Regions from separate parts of the Sus scrofa genome. Here region 1 is linked to region 2. The links are chromatin contacts, called in public HiChIP or PLAC-seq maps. All regions are on one chromosome and are shown on one strand. Each heading gives the region's core, a stretch centred on a gene start, on an enhancer-like site or on the middle of the called end of the contact. The rest is flanking DNA. Distances are from core to core; before and after follow the strand shown.

What was found. HiChIP or PLAC-seq counts read pairs in DNA pulled down with a chosen protein or histone mark.
Region 1: a contact with region 2 is called in an H3K27ac HiChIP or PLAC-seq map of skeletal muscle, with 3 times the contacts expected there. The contact joins the promoter of LOC100515302 here to the promoter of C2H1orf35 in region 2. A contact is called at or near these places in 3 of 5 promoter capture datasets (fetal liver, fetal skeletal muscle and liver), 3 of 47 Hi-C or Micro-C datasets (epiblast stem cells, fetal skeletal muscle and retroperitoneal adipose tissue) and 2 of 2 datasets of contacts at active chromatin or transcription factors (alveolar macrophages and skeletal muscle).

The regions. Positions count from the first base shown.
Region 1 is chr2:51,692,907-51,695,606 of Sscrofa11.1, forward strand. It overlaps LOC100515302 (histone H2B type 3-B), which reads right to left and starts at 1,331. Exons shown (of 1, transcript XM_021083383.1): 1 at 1-1,331. The coding sequence starts at 610. The coding sequence ends at 230. It overlaps LOC100621538 (histone H2A type 3), which reads left to right. Exons shown (of 2, transcript XR_002341581.1): 1 at 1-1,520.
Region 2 is chr2:51,240,026-51,242,725 of Sscrofa11.1, forward strand. It overlaps C2H1orf35 (chromosome 2 open reading frame, human C1orf35), which reads right to left and starts at 1,300. Exons shown (of 8, transcript NM_001244890.1): 1 at 1,156-1,300; 2 at 899-1,049; 3 at 711-756; 4 at 536-615; 5 at 248-320; 6 at 1-81. The coding sequence starts at 1,249.

The DNA of each region.
Region 1 (2,700 bases), core at 81-2,580, 450 kb after region 2:
CATATCCGACCACTGTAAGAAGCAGGGGCATTCTCGCATTCTGCTCACACGGGCTCACACGTTTGTGGGGGAAAGAGATAAACGGGTCTAGTGCTCTTAAGGAACACAAGAACCGCTATGGAGCAGAAAAGGATGCGTTTACATAACACTTCACGTGTTCAAAACCCTTTCTCGATCTTGTGGGTGGCTCTGAAAAGAGCCTTTGGGTTCCCGGGCGCCTCGGCGCGCCTCACTTGGAGCTCGTGTACTTGGTGACGGCTTTGGTACCTTCAGACACGGCGTGTTTGGCCAGCTCGCCAGGCAACAGCAGACGCACAGCTGTCTGCACCTCCCGAGACGTGATGGTAGAGCGCTTGTTGTAGTGCGCCAAGCGGGAAGCCTCGCTGGCGATGCGCTCAAAGATGTCGTTGACGAAGGAATTCATTATGCCCATGGCCTTAGAAGAGATGCCCGTGTCGGGATGTACTTGCTTCAACACTTTGTACACGTAGATGGAATAGCTTTCTTTCCGGCTGCGCTTGCGCTTTTTGCCATCTTTTTTCTGCGCTTTGGTAACAGCCTTCTTAGAACCCTTCTTGGGTGCCGGAGCCGATTTGGAGGGATCAGGCATGTTGGCAGATCTTCGCGCACACACACACACACACACACACACACAAAAAACTCCAAACCTCCTAAACCACTCAACTTATACATCCTGTATTCAAATGAAGGATCAAGAGCTCCTAGTTTCTGATAGGATCCAGCGCCCCATACGTCATCACAGCAAAAGGCACATGCAAATTAGGGGATAGCGGGTTCCTTTTCTGATTGGCTTCTATCACCACCCAATGGGAAGGCTCCGACTCACCTACCTCTAGACCATATATAAGGGCTCACTGACGCTTGCTTCATCGTTACTTGGGGTGTTATTTCTCGACTTTCTTCTCTCCCCGCGCCTGACTGAGAGATGTCTGGCCGAGGCAAGCAGGGAGGTAAGGCGCGCGCAAAAGCGAAGTCGCGCTCCTCGCGCGCAGGCCTGCAGTTTCCTGTGGGTCGAGTGCATCGGCTTCTTCGCAAGGGTAACTATTCTGAGCGCGTGGGTGCGGGCGCGCCTGTGTATTTAGCTGCGGTGCTGGAGTACCTGACGGCTGAGATCCTGGAGTTGGCAGGCAACGCGGCGCGCGACAACAAGAAGACTCGCATTATACCGCGCCACCTGCAGTTGGCCATCCGAAACGACGAGGAGCTTAACAAGCTTCTGGGCCGCGTGACCATCGCTCAGGGCGGCGTCCTGCCCAACATCCAGGCCGTGCTTCTGCCGAAGAAGACCGAAAGCCACCACAAGGCCAAGGGCAAGTGAGGCCGCGGAGGCGGGTCGGAAACGGCCGTGCGCCCCCTGGGGGCCCCGTGACACCAAAGGCTCTTTTCAGAGCCACCCACAGTCTCAAGAAAAGAGCAGCACTGGCTGAGGGCTGCTTACTAGTGATGGCGTTCCACAGCTCACCTGCTCAAGGCAGGGCTCGCGGGAAATCGAACCTGAGGTACGATTGGGGTGCGCCTAGTGGCACAGAGGGCTGAGAGTTCATTTACTGCGAGGAATGTCGCCGAAAATGCAACTCGTTTCCTTGAATCTTTCTCCCAAGCCCTCATGAGGTTTCAGTCCTATTCATCCTGAAGATGTGTATGTTATTACCAGTGACAAGCAGCTTTAGCTCCGTAAAGTGTCACTGTGTGACATTTAGATGCCCAATACAGACTTTTCTTATACCAGGAAAAACGTGTAGAGTGATCTGGTATTGAAAATATTTAAACTTAAGAGAAAAATCGTAGTCTCAGGTTCTGATAGGCAGACATGATCTCTAAGTGTATAATGTATGAACTAGTATTTTAAAGAACATGCTGTCTACTACAATTGTCTAATTTACTGCACTGAAAATTCTAAGGTCTTAGAAAAGGTTTGTCTTGCTAGAAGCATGTACAGTATTTGAGAAGTATTAAATTATTTTGAAAAGAGGTGTAAATTAGAAAAATAGAGTAATTATTGGAGTTCCCTTGTGCACAGGGTTAAGGGTCCAGCTTTGTCACTGCAGTGACTTGGGTCGCTGTGGCGCTGGTTCGATTCCTGACCCAGGAACTTCCATATGCTGTGGGCGTGGCCAAAAAAGGGAAAAAAAAAGAACAGTTATTTAAAGGAATTTAAACTGTTAAATTTGGATTTGCCAGACATTAATCAGAGATCACCTTAAATCGACAGCTAAAATCAGAATAAAATAATTTGCACATTGAGTTTGATAAGGAAAACTACATTGATGGGTTTAGTATATTTAAAATGAACATTGTTAGAGGACTAGATTAAGTAATATACATGTGGATATTTCAGAAGATGATTTTTCATGAATTGTACCTTCTGTTATAAAGAGGGTTTGATTATTTTAGAGATGCTCCTGCAAAGTCAACTGAGAGATGAAAATTAGCACTTACTTCGTGGATGAAGGGATTAGATGAATTAATCCATAATAATCCCCTTGTTCAAAAATCTCTAGCACAATATAAGAGTTCAGTGAATGTTAGTTATTCTTGCTGTCGTTATTTTTTATTACAACAATAAATACAAGCCGGTGAGATAATTCAGGGATATTTAATAAATATGTATCTTACTAAAATTAGATGTTCTCAAACCAGGGCTCCCTAGACATTGAGTTAATCACATATCTGTTAGTC
Region 2 (2,700 bases), core at 50-2,549:
CTCCACCTTCTCCTCTGACCGAGGCTTCCTCTTGGCCGAAGCCAGGGAGACCCCTGGCCGACTGCTCTCCACGCGGTGGTGCTGCCAAGAAAAGCCACTCTGGGGGTGTGCGGGCCTGAGAACCATCCAGAAAGCCAGTAGGGTCCCTTCGAGGGGAGACGATTTGCCCCACGGCTTTCAACAGGAAGGGACACTCATCCCCACCCCCACCCCAACATGGGATAACCAGGATGTCGGGAGGAATTACCGTGAACACCGAAAGCCCCAGTTTAGCGGCCTCTTTGTCTTCCCGTGACAGCGCCACTCGCCCTGCAGAGCCACTGCGGGGACGCGGGTGGGGACCCCCCCCCACAGTGAGACACCCTCTCCCGACAGCGAGGACCACCCCATCCCCACCCGTAGGCCTCCCTAGAGAAGTGATGAGTTCAGACGACCCATAACGGCTTCCACCTGGGCGGCTGACAGCGCCGAACCCCGGGGAATTGCACCCTCGCGATTTCTGGGGTCCCCGAGGACCACCTCCCCAGCCCCGCACCTGGAGCTGCCCAGGCCCAGGAGCCGGTCCACTCCCTTCTCGGGGTCACTTCCTTCCCGCTTACAGACTTCGACAAAGTCCTGTGGGTGGGGGGGAGTGCAAGCGCTCACCACAGCGTGGGGTCTGCCCCCCCGCCCCATCCCGCCCCCGTCCTCCAAGAGGGCCCACCTCTCACCTCCTTGCTCAGGCCCGTGGGCTGCTTCCTTACGTTCTTGTAGCCTCTGCGGGGGCCGCGCGTGAGCTTCAGAGAGTGGCGGGCCTCTCCTCGGCCCGCGCCCCCGCCCCCGCCCAGCCCCGGTCTCCGCCCTACCCCCAACCAGGAGGTAATTCCCCCCCGCCCCCAAGCTCCCGAGGCTCACTCACAACGCTGCCATAAGCGCTTCCTGCTCCGCCTGCCTCACGGCCTCCAGCTCCTGTTCCCGGCTCAACCCCGCGCCGTGCGCCCGGCCCTTGGCGTACCAGGTGAGGTCACGGCCCTTCTGCCAGCGGCCCACCGGGGCCATCAGCGAGTTGCCTGCGGGATACCGAGCGCCGAGTCCTCGGTACGGCGCTGCAGGTTGGCGTACCTCCAGCCCGAGAGACACCCCCGCCGCCACCCTGGGTCCCGGCACCCCGCTCACCCAGGTAGTTCTCCCTCTGTTTGTCAGTCTTCACATCCTCCCAGCTAAACTGATCCTGCCCACCGCGCACTCCACCCCGGCTGGAGCCGAACATGGTGCCGGCTTCCCGCTACCCAGGCCCCACCGGCCCCCGTTTCCACCCCGCGTCGCACGCAGTGACGTCATGCGCGCTTGCACCGCCCCCGCCTGCCTCTAACGCCTGCGCACTGCTGTGGCCCTGGCCAAAGTCGGAGGCTGCGGCAGATACCGCCGCATTATTGGAAGCCACTGTCGTGGGTCACAGGTAATGAAAGGGACTAGTATCCATGAGGCCATGGGTTTGATCCTTGGACCGGATCTGTGGGTTAAGGATCCGGTGTGGCCATGAGCTGCTCGCAGAACCGGCTCGGATCTGGTGTGGGTGAGGCTGTGGCTGTGGCATAGACCCGGCAGCTGCAGCTCCTGCTAGACGCCTAGCCTGGGAACTTCCGTATGCTGTGGGTCCGGCCCTAAAAAATAAATTCGAGTCACGTTGTGTGGGTGACACCCCCGAGTCATCGTTGCTAGTGTGTGCTGTTTCTGGCCCTGTGCTGGGGAGAGGGGTAGGCACTGGGGGAGACTATGTCTGAAACTGTTTCCCTACTATAGCTTCCCTACCTTATAAACCGGGAGCCACCAAGGTCAGGTTGCACCTGCACTGGCCTGTTCTCCACCCTTGGGGATACCAGCTGTGTGGCTCCCAAAAAAGTATGGAAGCACACCTCATTGCACTCATACCTCAAAGAGCACAGAAAATGCCTCAGTCACCCTCAAGGTGTTCACTGGCAGACGATCCTCATTCAACAGTTTTGGTCTTTGCTGCTCAGTATCTATAGTAAGCTAGTTGTTGGGCAAGGGTGTTCGGTTTGTCATCACTGCAGACCAGAATAGATTCAGTCATAAGAGGTCCTAATGAGCAGAGAGGAGTGCCACTCCATTGGCCAACTCCTACTGAACTGAAACCATAAGATGAATGTACTGAGGAATTTACACGGTGCCACACATGTTATCTGTATCCCTTCAGTACTGGTCCTCTCACAAGACATGGCCCTCCTGCAGGTTGCTCAGTGAGTTCATCTGATAATGGGGGGGGGGGGTGAGGTCTTTCACCTTGCTCTCCCTCACCTGCCTCACTGCTTAAGGGCGTTCTTGAGCAAAGATGAGGAGGTCAGCAGGGCCTGGAAGTGCATAGCCACACATTGCTGGGATGGATTGGGGTGGGAGGATGTCCCTGTGCAGCCGCACAGAATGGTGAGTGGACCAGAAGGGGTCAGGAGTGGGGGAGGTTCATCTCCCACAGGCTGTTGGCTCCTACCTACTGGGTCAGGCCCAGAACACCTTCCCCACCATATACTATGACTGAACTTCAGGTATATAAGAAAGAGCCTGACAGCCAAATTCCAGTCCCCACCATCTACCATGACTGGAACTCAGGTTTATGGGAAAGAGCCTGACAGCCAAATTCCTATAATCAAACCCCAGGAGCTCCAGGCCTGGGCCAGGTCAGCTGCCTTAAAAAGGCTGGAA